2 separate regions of the Mus musculus genome follow, and region 2 is linked to region 1. Evidence: chromatin contacts called from public promoter capture Hi-C data. All regions are on one chromosome and are shown on one strand. Each heading gives the region's core, a stretch centred on a gene start, on an enhancer-like site or on the middle of the called end of the contact. The rest is flanking DNA. Distances are from core to core; before and after follow the strand shown.

Region 1 (7,005 bases), core at 1,187-3,686:
TTGATTATTAAATCAATGGTTAATATTTTCATCAAACACTGAAGAACTGAAGTTAGTAATTGGTACTTACCAGCTACTGACTCGAACCCTGATTGACCACTTACCATGGGTTGACTGGCTTGCAGTGCATGGAGAGACCGCATGTATATGTGTGGGAAACTGTCCTTTCCCTTCTTAGGCTTATAAAGGATTTTAGGGATGCCTAGAAGAGCATCAGCTATTAACATACTGATGACAGTTTCATCTGATTGTCGGCATTGTTTGGCATAGCTGAGAAGGTAGTAACTCATCAAAATCTCAAAACTTCCACCCACTGGCAGCACACAGCCTGCTGGCACAGTGGATGAACAATAACCCTGACAAGTACAGGTATCTAGTGACTTGCGCATCACTGGCAGCGTGTAACCCTTTCCGGCATTATCTGAGACCTGTAAGTGTTCGAAAGAAATTTCTGTTCCAGTGTCTTCTGCTGTAGGATTTCCAGTGGAATGATTCTCAATTGACAGGTCACAGTTATCAATTATCCCGCTTCTTTCTGGAGGCAAGCACTTCAGCATTTCATCTGTTTGGGATGGAGCTATTGGTGTCTTCTTGTGTGCTGACCACGGCTTACCTGCTCTCAATTCTGTATCTGAAGCCCCCAAACCTGAATATACTTCTAAATGTGTTTGAGTTTCCAATTTATTTTTGCTCTTTGCTACTATGTCCTGATACTTATCAGTTTCTGGTGAGTGATTACGCTCTCTGCTATTGTCATAAGCAAGAGGACTTGGGTTACATTGCTGTTTGGTTTGTATGATGTAATTTAGATCAAGGTCAGTAAATAGCTGCCGAAGCATCTTAAATGCTCCGTGAAAAGCTCTCTCATGCTGTTCAACAAGACCCAGAACCGGTCCACAGAGGACCATAGAGTGAGGTATAAATGCACATGTGCTAATCAAGCCGAGATGAACATACCTCTTGGATCTAAGGATGAGGGGCTTGCAAAACTTCACCAAAGTACTATCAGAAATTTCACACTGTGAAGCAACCTCTGGTAGGACACAAGGAGAAAGACCAGTGATCCTCTGGACAAGGGAAACTTCTTCGGCTGATAAACACTCCACCACTGATATGCTATTAAGTCTTGCACAGTAAATAACCAGGTCTGGTTGCTTCACACTGGTCAGGAGCAGTTTTACATTCTGACCACGCAAGTGGTTCATTACTGTTTTTGTCCTGTCCGTGATCCAGCACTGAGATGCCTGAAACTGTGTTTCTGAATTGAGAACAAACTCCGAGCCAGCCGATGAAAACTGAGGCTGGAGGATTTCTGTTACTATCACCATCCTAATGTCACCATCTGCTGGGCAGTACATAGAAAAGTCCCTGGGAAGCACAAGGCCATCTATGATTCTAGAATCTGAAACAGGAAGGCCTGTCACGCCAACATTCAACTCTGCAAAACAGTGATCCAACAACTCAAATACTTCAACCCCACTTTCACAAGCCATACACTTGAAAACGTAGTCACACATCAACTGTGAAATGAATCTGTGATTGTTTCTTCCCACTCTTCCACAAAAGTATGCTTCCAGGAGCAACTCTAGCGAGTGCCTGCACAGTTTTCTTCCTTCAGTGGATGAAGAAAAGACAGACAGGTAGTGCCTGCTTAAACTCCGGTCTACAATACAACCTAGGGTTTGTGTCTGAAACGTTTGCAGAGCCTGGGAAATAGATTTCCACTGACAACAGTTTTTCCAATGCCTTTCATGGCTCTGAATATTTTCAGAAGTGAATGAATCTTTTCCTTTTTCTCCGATTGCATGAAGTCCTCTGAGTAAATGGCAAAGAAAAATAATAAATGTCTTAGCACCATCTCCTGTCTTTTTAAGGTGACTGGAAACACACGCCACTATCATCCTGTATAGGAAGGGAAAAAAATAACTCAGATTTTCTGGGTTAAATCCACATTTTCATAGCTATAAGGCACACAGATTGTCCTTTTGACATATAGGCTTTGCTTTACTTTTCCTTTAACTACTTCATTCAGGGATGGGGAAAGAGTAAGAAGTGTTCTGTGCACGTGATGAGGTTTGGGGCTCGGGACTAGTAGTTTGGGCAGCTCTCTGATGTCTACACTGGTTTTATCCAGGTCCACGGCCTCAGGATGGGATGGGAGATTGAGGGAGATGCGCGCCTAGTGGAGGGCAGGAGAAGTGAGGTACCTGGCTAAGGGATGCTCTAAGTGCAGCGCCTCCAGGAGGCAGCCTCCATCCCTGCTAAGCAGCACCTCGCCGGTGGGCTTCGTACACAACACTTGGCCGCCCTCGGGCCCCACGCAGCGGTTCGCGATGCTCTCCAGCACCTCGGCCACCCGCAAAGCCGCCGTCACCGACCCCTGGGACGCCATGGGTAAGGAACCACGGGTAACGCTTCCGTTAGGTCAGGCCCGCAGAAGGGCGGAAACGGAAGAGGCGGGGAAAACGGCGGAAGAGCAGTAGCTTTGGCATCGATTGGCGGAAGAGCTCTATGCCCCTCGGTGGGGTGGAGCCCCGCCAGCGGTGGGCGGAGACTCGAGTGGTCCTGGGACGTCCTTACTTTCCTGGTTCACGTCCCGCGGGCCTCCCTGGCCACTGCAACCGCTAGGTCTCTGCAGGGAAGGGCTCGGGCTCGGGGGCGTGATTACCGCCCCATCTCGAGCTTACTTCTCTAGTGCCCCTGCCGTGTAGTTTGCTCTCCTTGCCTTCAAGCAAACGGTTTTAGAATGCAGGGCAGGCGGAGAGAGCTTGGGCATAGCCATTTCTAGGCTCGTGGCTTCCGCTGGGGTGTGCTACCTTGTGTGTGTTCAGGTATGGACGAAACCCCACCTAGTTAAACCACTTGAGCAGAAGTAGATGTTTGCCTTTTATTCACATCGATGATCAATTGTATTTGTCATTTGTACTGTATACCATCCCAAAGCAGAAATGTTTCACCCAGTAAAACACAAAGGCTTTAGGGAGCGCACGAGCGCTGGATTCATAGCTAAAGGGCTTCTTTCAGCCAGAGACCATCTGTCTCTGCTTTCCTCATTTAAAACAAACAAGTTGGTAAAACAAAACAAAACAAACAAAACCAAAAAAACCTTTAAAGTTCCGAGGTGGATAAGTTAGTTTTTGTACTGTTTCTAACTCGAAGTACAGCCAAGTATTTGTCATTTACTCACAAAATTCTCATGGTGGATCATTACCCAGGCTGTCATACCCACAAGAAATGAATGCAGAACAAAGCTGTCAATGTTAGCAGGAAAGTGATCTTGTAGATAGATATTCAATGACGTTTAACACTGACAGCAGTGTCCTTACCCCACACGGGCAAGAGGATTCTGAGGGACAAGTTAGAATGAGGTGAAAGGAAGACAAAATCATGAGTAAAGCCTTCCTGAGGTTTCCTCAATAACTCAGTAGTAAACGACCGGGAGGAGAACAGCATTTCAGTGTCTAATGATACTGCTTCAGTGTTTTTTCTTGGTTGCATTCATCACTGGACATTATCTTTAGACTGAAATAGTGGGATATTTCAAACATTTAAACAGTACAATCAAGTGCACTGTGTAGTCGTGATTCAGGAGGCTTTTACCTGAGAAAGACAGACCGCCTTTATTCTTACTGTGTAGTTTTTGGGGTCATTTAGATATGCTGAGCCTCATCTTTAATGTATAAAATATGTATAAACTCCACTTATTTTAAAAGAATATAAAGTATCAAGTAAAACATATATTAGAGATTGTCAAAATTCCTGTCAAGCCTGTACCCATCTTTTTCACACACACAATAAAAAATAAGAGGATTAATTTAGTACATTATGCATTAATACATTATATCAAGAGTCACTGGATCACAGATTGCTCTTTTAAAAAAGTTTATTTAGAATACCTACTTGTAGAAGTTAACATAATTTTACAGATCATTAGAAAAATTCTTTTCTCTCTGCAAACATGACAGGTTAGGAATAATAGATTAGAAATGTATACATTACAAAACCGCCTGTGACTATCTATACATTTACTATGCACCTTAAGAGAATTCTACAGTGTGCTGTATTTACACTGCAGGTGAGAACACACTTACATCCTATCATACAAAACTGACCAATGCTAGTGCTTGACTTTATAAACCCATTAACTGAAGTACTTAAAATTAAATCTATATTTAACATGCCAAAAGTGGAAATAAATTCAACTGAGGTTCTGTGGCTCATCATTCAAATGGTTCATGACATTTTTTCAAATAAAGATTATCAATATTAGCCGGGTGTGGTGGCACACACCTTTAATCCCAGCACTCGGGAGGCAGAGGCAGGCGGATTTCTGAGTTCAAGGCCAGCCTGGTCTACAGAATGAGTTCCAGGACAGCCAGGGCTACACAGAGAAACCCTGTCTCGAAAAAAACAAAAAACAAAACAAAACAAAAAAAAAAGAACATCAATATTATGATATTAAAATAATTTTATGATAAATAAAGAGGCTGATTTTTCGAAATACTTCATAAAGTATAGTCACATTCATTTTTGTCAAGGTTTTCCTGTGGCTCTCACTAAATATGTTAATCTTATTAATAAGACACTGGTCCTGTACAATGTTAACAGTCCATCTTCAATTAAAAACTGTAACAAAATAGTCCTTTAATTGTAACAAAAATTGGATATACTAAACCCACACAATACATAACAAAATGAAACCAAATTATGCAGTGGTGGCAGGTTATACATTTTAAAGAATCTCTTTATATGTAGTCAAATATGAAAGACATTGAAATGTAAACTTATTGAATTATGAAAGGTCTCTCCCACTGGGTCAAATCGGAAAATTTGTATAAACGAACATGTTCTTTATTTATATTTAATGTAATAGTCTACAGTCTCGTGTATGGCTCATCGCGTACGTATGCCATCATACCTGAAATAAGACAAAAACAAAAGCAAAACCAGACTATTTACTGCTGACTAGAAATGCTAAACACTGAAAAAAGATGAAGTTTTATACATTTGTTTTTTAAAATTTTGATGACGATATTCTTCAAAAAGTTAAAACTGCCTTCCACAAAATTCTGTGAATATGGCACAAGTTGACACCCGAAAACAGTGTGAATTCCATCAAAAAGGCACTGTCTACAATACTCAGAGCCATCTGACAAGTTTACTTCATTGATGTCTGAGTATGAATATATTTGAAATAGTTACTACACAAACCCTTATAAAAGTACGGCATTACTGTTTACATATTCTTCAGCTAGATAAAAGGAAACACAGTGACCCAGACAAATGACCCTTTTATGACAAATAAGCTACAAACACTTTGAACACATTATGGTTCTGTAACAAAAAACTAACAAAAATATTTCCTTAAAGGCACAAAAGCATGAAATATTAAATGAGGATTGTATCTCACAAGGCCAACTTTTTAAGGGAATGCAGCTGTCAACTGAGCTGTGACAAAGATGACCACTGCCGCTTTCCAAGTCATACTAGAGACAGAAGTGGTAGGAATTACAAGTTAAATCGATTGCTGCAGCACACTAACACCACACATGCCTGTTATTGTCTTGTCTTAGCCAGCAATATCTCACTAAATGGCAGAAAACTAAAGACATTTAACAACTGTGTCAATAATTGTGGTTATCTAAATTTTTATGTGAGAAAATGAAGTTTTGGATAGATGAAAAACAAAACAAACAAAACTGGTCATAGTCAGAAACCCTAGAAATCACAATGAGTTTTCAGCAAGTTTGGAACAGTTTGTCACATATACATTATGAATCCATTTATGAAGAAAGTTAACCCTTAGATCAGATTGTTCGAGGTCTGTCACACACTGGCTAAACTCAAGTTCAATTATATGTTGTTTAAAGGACTTACATATGAATCCTCCAATTCCTGAGTTTTGTGTTCAGTTCACAGAAAGAAACTCATACAACGAAAAGCATCAGAAAAGCATTTGATTGAACATAAGCTTTTAGTGTATAAGAAACAGTCACCCTGTTCATTAGTTTCTGACTCCTTGGGTAAGGATCCATTAACATAAGCTCTAAAGTGAAATTAAAAAAAAAAACCCAACAATTACCTTTCCAGTCGTGGATATCAACACAAATAAAGCACTGTTCAGATCACAAACAACACAAAGGATTTAGAAAGAGCTCTAAGGCATGTCACCAACAATTTTACATTACAGGGTTTAACAATGAAAAGACTTTTCGTGATCAACCAATCAAGTTATATATAATATAAATTAATAGTAATTTAAAATCATATAAAGATCAAATTGTACAATATTTACAAAATATCACATCAATGAATAGGCAGTTGAGCATAATATTGGTAGTAGAATATGAATACAAACAATATATTGACAAATATGAAATATAACCCAAAACTCCATAATGAAATACTGGATACAGGTACATCTTGCTTATGCTGTTAAAAGTTTAAAATATTTTCATATGAAATACAGCATTGTTTTGCTAACACCACACTGTAAAAGGCTGTTCATAGGAACATAAGGACACCTGTATTCATCAGAAGAGGCTTTCAGTGTGAGCACTGCAGCTGTCCTCTCACAGCAGAGTTAGCTTTCCTTGTAGCTCAATCTCTTCTCAGCTGAAGGCCGATGCAGCCAACAGCAGCTCTTTCTTAGTTGTCACTCAACAAACCCTTCTAAAACCTGTAGTTTGAACAATCTACATTTTATGATGTTTCAAAACTTAACTACCTTTTAAAGAAGTGTTTTTGATAATAATAAATATTTATGTAAAAACACAATTATTAAACTGAATAAATAGGCAAAACCTCTTAGGAACAAATCTGCCTGAGCAGAGCAGAAAGACTTGTACAGAACTGGCTTGCCACAGGATGATGGGAGGAGATGACAAACTTCATAACTTGACATTCTCCAATGCTCAACTTATTGCACATTTAAGCAATTTTATTTTAATGTTTTAAAGGCCACTGCAATCTGTTCTTACCACCTTTTTTGACTTTTGAAGTAAG
Region 2 (7,005 bases), core at 1,776-4,275, 160 kb after region 1:
AGAGGACAGCTTTTATTAGATTTTGTTTATTTGGGTGATACTGCGCATGTGTGGAGATCCAGGGACAACTTGGAGTCTCTCTTTCCGACGTGCGGGTCCTGGCGATTGATCAGGGTCAAGCACCTTGACCCACTGCAGCATCTCACTGGCCTGAGAAAGAGAACTTTACTTTCCAATAAAGGTCCTTGTCTGTGTGTCTTCACAGTTCATCTTCTGCTCTGAGTTCTGCTGATCGATGGCCTTCCCTCTCCGCTTTCAGTCGATCTCTACGGGAGACCTACTTTTGCCTGTAAACTCTCACGTGCACGGCTTTAATTAGATTCCCAGCTCCAGTCCCACAGAATCCTCTCTCCGGAAATAGACAGTGGTTAACAACTCCATCCTTCCTTTGTTCTCTTCTGGGTTTTGTCTTGTTTTCATGTGGCCATGCATGTGCCTGCTTGAGTTTGTGTCTGTCATGTACCTGCCTGTGGAGGTCAGAGAGTTGGCTATCTCCTGGAAGTCATAGGTAGTTTGTGGGTCACTTGGTTTGATGCTGGGAACTGAACCTCTTTCAAGAGCATTAACCACTCAACTAACCAGCCATCTCTCCAGGTCCTGTTTTGTGGTTTGTTTTACTTTGCTTTGTTTTGCTGTGCTGTGTTTTGTTTTGTTTTGTTTTGTTTTGTTTTGTTTTTGAGACTGGTCTCAGGCTGGCTGTAAACTCACTGTGTGGCTGAGGAAAACCTTGAGCTCCTAATATTCTTGCCTCCAGCACCCCAAGTGCTGAAATTGCAGGTGTGGGTCACCATACCCAACTCAAAACTTAACTTTTGAATGTCAGCTCCCTTCTAGAGATCACCGAACTCATGGACACTGTCTTAGTTAGGGTTTTCCTGCCTTGAGCAGACACCATGACCAAGGCAAGTCTTATATAGGACAACATTTAATTGGGGCTGGCTTACAGGTTCAGAGGTTCAGTCCATTATATGGCAGCCTTCAGGCAGGCATGGTGCAGGAGGAGCTGAGAGTTGTACATCTTCACTGAAGGCTACTAGCAGAATACTGGCTTCCAGGCAGCCAGGTTGAGGGTCTTAAGGCCATGCCCACAGTGACACACCTACTCTGAGGTCACACCTTTTCCAATAGGGCCATAACTTCTAATAGTGCCACTCCCTGGGCCAATTATATACAAACCATCACAGACACTCAGTGGTCTTACAGTATTAAACTAATTTCACTTTCATAATTAGCCAAATCTTTGTAGATATTATTTGCATCTAAACTGCTATCTTTACTGTCTCAATCACTTTGCGTTACTTTCTTAAATTGCTAAAGCACATCATTTGAAAATATCTAAACTAAGGACAGGGAAAATTTTAGAGCAAAATGACCTTTATTAATGACAAGTAAGACAGGTATATATAAATCTGAATCGCAAACTCATGGGAGATAAAACCCAGAAAGATTACTTCGGAGTGGTGGTGATACATAGTTGCAGGTTTGTTTGTTGAGACAGGGTCTCATGCAGCCCAGGGTAGCCGCCTACTCATTAAGTGGCAGATGATAACCTGGTCTACAATAGCAAATTCCAGGCCGGCTTTTGCTACCTGAAACCCTACCTGGAAAAAAAAAAAAAAAAAAAAAAAAAAAAGAAAAGACAGAAAATACTATAGGGCTGAAAACATATCTGTTAGTAAAGTACTCGTATACATGCAAGTATTTAATCCCCAATACCCCTAAACCAGGGGAGTGGTGCACACCTGTAACCCCAGCACTTGAGGCAGGGAAAAAGTATATTGCTGTGATTAGAGTAGATTCATCAGACCTGTCAACTAAATGCAATGTATGGAGTTTTATTAGATTTGAATTCAACCAAACTGCTTAGTCCTAGCACTTAGAAGATTGAAGCAGGAGGATCACCTGGAGTTTGAGGCCATCGTGAGCTACACAGTGAGTTGTAAACTGGCTTGGACTACAGATTAAAATGCTATTTCAGAAATAAATAAGTAAATAAATAAATAAATTATATATACATACATACACACACACACATATGCATACACACACACACACATTGATGGACAATCGTGATTGTGTTCTCCTGTAACTCCAGCACTCAAACAGTGGAGTCAGGATGATCAAGAGTTGGAGGTCATCCTCTGTCACCCAGTGAGTTTAAGAGGCTAGGGTACATGAGACACTGTCTCAGTACCACAGCAACAAAGGGACGGCAGACAAAGACACTGGAAATAACCAGGAAAATTTTAACACTGTTTAGGAATTGGATGCTATCAAGAAATTACTGAGCCTTCATTACGGTGATGATCCATGGTTACCTGTTTGTTAGGACAGGGTCTCCTGTAGCCCAGGGTAGCCTCAAATTTTCCAAGTGGCTTAGGATGAACTTTTGATCCTCTCGCCTCTGTCTCCCAACTGCTGCCTTTAAAAGCATGTGCTACCACATCTGAGCCAAGCAGTGCTATGGACAGAACCCAGGGCCTCACGTATGTTAGCCAACTGAGGTACATCTCCAGCCTCTGTGTGTGTGTGTGTGTGTGTGTGTGGTTTTTTTGTTATTGTTGTTGTTATTGTTTCTTGGACCCTTACTGGGAGGGGGGTATGTCAATGTATGTCAATTTTTTTTCTGTACATGGAGGTCAGTTCCATGGGAATAAACTATAATTAATGCATGTTATTTTTTTTAACCTTAACCAAATATAAAACTATAAAAACCATTGCCTCATTCTCGTATCTAATTTTAGAAAAAGTGCAAGCGTTACAAAAGAACGATGGCAATTGAAAAGACTCGTGTTCTAGTCTATATAAGGCAGTCTACAAACACAGAGTCCACTAGAGAGGTGAAGACATATGTACAGGGCCTTTTGTTCACATGGTTTGGCTGCAGATAGAATTTGAACCGATTCCAAAGGCACAGCTGTCAAATTGATAAAAGTAGCAAAATAGCCTCAAGTGGAGCTTAGACTTCTCCTTGGACACTTACTGTTGTTTGGAGGGGAAAATATCCAGTTAATGTTTTATTTTTCCAGTGCTAATATTTGACAGAGACTCCGCACTTTGATTTTATGCATAGAAGTCTCTGTTGGGTTTAGTGATTAAAGTTCTAACTCTGCAGTTGTTAGGAGTTAGTATTCTTGGATCCAAAGAAAACCTTTTAAAACATTTTTTTCAATTACTCTTATGAGCTTATCAATATACTTTTTTGAGGTAGTGCTCACTCTGTAGCCCGTGCTGGCAGTCCATACTTTCCATACTCCTGCCTCAGCCTTCCAGATGAGGTCTGTGGCTATAGCCATGTGCCAGCACATTTAGGTAACACGTGATTGATTGACCGGCGTGCTCGATTGTAAAGGAGTAAAGATCCCAGAAAGATGTTAAACATATCTTAGTTCTAATCCTGCTCCTTCCACTTGCTCATTATATCACCTCACCCAGACTTCTCTCTCAAATGTAAAAATCAAAGTTGGTTTTTCTTAGATACCTGCTTCATATTGCTTAAGACACCATACACCTTGGTGGTAAGACATTTAAAAAAAAAAGCAAGCTAGAATTGAGCTAGAAGTTTCCTCCCAGCTGATGAGCTTTCATAGTGCATAGAATGTGCTGTGTAAGCTGTTAACTGTCATCAGTGTCTCACTCAGCCATGGGTACCGTGTGGCACACTACTGACCAGCCAAAGAAAACATGCCCATTGGAACAATAGTGGCACAGTTGTTTGGGGATGTAATAAGTCACTTTTTGGTTAGATTAGAGGTCAGCTCTGCAGAAGGGGATTAATGGCTGCCACTGTAATCCTGGTCAAAAACTCCCAGGCTGGGGAGATCATAAACCCTTTCTTGATAGAAGGTGCAAGAGAAGGCACTGCTATTGTTTTGCTAGTGAATATAACGCACCTATCAGATTGCCATATATATGTATATATACATATAAGTGAATACATGCATACGCATATGTACACATATAGTACACACACACACATATATATATACACATACATACACACATATACACACATATACACACATACACACACAAACACACACGCACACACACAAACACACACATACACACACACAAACACACACATACACAAACACACACACACACTCACACACACACACACACACAAACACACACATACACACACAAACACACACATACACACACACACATACACACACACACACACACAAACACAAACACACACATACACAAACACACACACACACTCACACACACACACACCCCAGAGATCAATGCTGCTTTCAGCTTTGGTTTGAGAAGCTTCTTTGGGTAGCAGTTCCCAAAGAGAAAGTAAGTAGTCAGAGCTGACAACCCGGCTACTCAGTGCTCAGCGACGAACAGGACGTGTGGATTGCCCCTCCAAGGCTTAGGAAACCCTGAAGAAAAGGGTGTGGAGAGAATTTCAGAGCCAAGGTGGAATACTGTGTGTACTGGCTAGTTTTGTGTCAACTTGACACAGCTGGAGTTATCACAGAGAAAGGAGCTTCAGTTGAGGAATTGCCTCCATGAGATCCAACTGTAAGGCATTTTCTCAATTAGTGATCAAGGGGGAAAGGCCCCTTGTGGGTGGGACCATCTCTGGGCTGGTAGTCTTGGTTCTATAAGAGAGCAGGCTGAGCAAGTCAGGGGAAGAAAGCCAGTAAGTAACATCGCTCCATGGCTTCTGCATCAGCTCCTGCTTCCTGACCTGCTTGAGTTCCAGTCCTGACTTCCTTTGGTGATGAACAGCAACATGGAAGTGTAAGCTAAATAAACTCTCTTTCCTCCCCAACTTGCTTCTTGGTCATGATGTTTGTGCAGGAATAGAAATCCTGACTAAGACACTGTGGAATGTCTTTCGGGCGTGACATGGCTGCTGCTTCCTTGAACTCTCAGCAGCTGCATTTACCTGCAAAAGACTGGCACAAGGTTGGGCCTATTATCTGTCTGCCCTGGAAAGGGGCAGGCCTTATAAGGCCCTGCCCCTCCTTGAGGATTCATAGACAGGGGTTGCAGGAAGAGGTAGAGATTTTTTTTCTTCAGTGGTGTGGCCACTGTTAAGTTGTCGTGCTCATCTTAACTAAACTCGTTTACTCTCCATAAAATCAAAAGACATGAAAGCAGAAAGGGGCTGTCTGGGAAAGAGGCAAGGGATCAGTTGGTGGGAGGGAGCCAAGAGAGGGTGTTTGTGGTAATCAAAGTTTGCATATATGTGTGAAATGTCATGATGAAATCAATTATATATAGTTATATGCTGATTAAAAAACATTACTGTGTAGTGTAAAACAAAGACTCTCAAAGTATGTATGCTGACACCTGTCATCGCAGAACTCAAGAGGGTGGAGGAAGAGATACAAAAGTCCTCAACAAAATCCCACAACCTGACTCCAACAGTGCATGAAAAAGAACATGATTATTATAAGCAAGTGCTGGATTTACATGCGAATTTCAGCATGTGAAAAATCAGACACTGAGGTAACCCACATCAGCAGACCACGGGACCAAAAGCTCAGGAGTGTTCCAATGAGCAGCTAAAAAGCCTGCCTGACAAACTCCAAAATAAAAATCTCCCAATCCAGGAGAAGGAAATTACCTCCATATGCTAGAGGTTACATATGAAAATCCCACAGTGAACTAGGCCAACAAGCAAGATCAAGATCATCCTGGACTATGCAGCAACCTCCTCCTCCACACACACGCTCAAGTTCAATGAACGGCTAAGACGGCTCAGTGGGTAAAGATGCTTGCCATGGAAGCCTGACAACATCAACCTCTGCCTTGGAACCCATGTAAAACAGGAACTAATCCTAACTCCACCAAGTTGGTGTCTGATCTTTACACAGTACACTGCAGTGCATAAAGTTATAATGAATGAGTGAGTAAGTGAATGAATGAATGAAATGGAGGGCGAGGAGAAGGAAGAATAAAAAGAGAATGAATGAATGAATGAATGAACTAACAAATGAAACAAGGCACTAGCAAATGGGCACAAATTCCACTTTGATGGATTAGAAGAGTTAATACTGTTAAAATATCTACCCCACATAAACTGATCTATGACTCAACATCTTCCATATCAAAGACAAAGAGAGATCTGTCAAAGAGAAAGGGTGGGAAGGAGGGAGGGGGGAACCAAGAGAGAAGAAGAGGAGAGGAAGGGGAGGTGGAAAGTTCAGGCACAGTGTTAGAAGAATAAAGATCAGGCCAACACAGAGTTTTTATTTCTTCCTTCCTCCCTGGCTCCCTCCCTACCTGATTTTCCTTTGTCTGGTGCTGGGAATTAAACCTAGAACTATGAATAGTAGGTGACTATCTATCCCCAGCCCTCATTGTTGGAGTTTTTGTTTGACCTTATAAACATCCCATACGTTATCCCAATGCATATGTAATTCCAGCACATTATCCCAAGGTGTAAGAAGCATTTAGACCAAATAGATCGAAAAAAAAAAAAAAAAAAAAAAAAAACCAAACCAAAACCAAACCAAAACCACAATGCTTAACACACGAGATTGAAATGTAGCATTTGACATCTCTGTCTTCTATTCTACCACATCGTCAGCCTGGATTTTAAATTTTTTTTTTTTTTTTTTTTTTTTTTTTTTTTTTTTTTTTTTGGTTTTTCAAGACAGGGTTTCTCTGTATAGCCCTGGCTGTCCTGGAACTCACTTTGTAGACCAGGCTGGCCTCGAACTCAGAAATCTGCCTGCCTCTGCCTCCCTGAGTGCTGGGATTAAAGGCGTGCGCCACCATGCCTGGCTTTTAAAATTTCTATATCCCATTTTTTTTTGAAACAGTATTTTGTAAATAATGTGTACTCGGTATCTGTTAATGATTTTTTTGTTGAATGCACCTTGGAGATCAAGGTCTTTTGAGTAAAAATTAGGGCTGAAAAGTTCGAAAAGATTGTCGCCAGAGAATGGTAGCATGTAATTTTTCTAGATATTTACATCTTTTCATAATATTTAGATAATCATCCATGTATGCATCACTAGGCAAGCATTT

What was found. Promoter capture Hi-C pulls out the DNA fragments that hold promoters and counts their contacts.
Region 2: a promoter capture Hi-C map of liver shows a contact between it and region 1, with 2.2 times the contacts expected there. The contact joins the enhancer-like site here to the promoter of Bbs10 in region 1. A contact is called at or near these places in 5 of 39 promoter capture datasets (erythroid cells, hippocampal neurons, liver and 1 more), 3 of 484 Hi-C or Micro-C datasets (cortical neurons, embryonic fibroblasts and liver), 1 of 115 datasets of contacts at active chromatin or transcription factors (CD8 T cells) and 2 of 9 other capture datasets (adipose tissue and pancreatic islet).

What each region holds. Positions count from the first base shown.
Region 1 is chr10:111,294,110-111,301,114 of GRCm38.p6, reverse strand. Bbs10 (Bardet-Biedl syndrome 10 (human)) reads right to left here and starts at 2,436. Exons shown (of 2, transcript NM_027914.1): 1 at 2,208-2,436; 2 at 1-1,902. The coding sequence starts at 2,392. Osbpl8 (oxysterol binding protein-like 8) reads right to left here. Exons shown (of 24, transcript NM_175489.3): 24 at 3,868-7,005.
Region 2 is chr10:111,136,016-111,143,020 of GRCm38.p6, reverse strand. No RefSeq gene overlaps it. Among named protein-coding and RNA genes, the nearest start is that of Osbpl8, 25 kb to the left of the region's middle. Within about 2 kb of position 3,025, at least 11 of the 459 cell types and tissues checked have an H3K27ac peak or open chromatin away from gene starts, as enhancers often do. A contact at or near this core is called in liver, where this site is marked.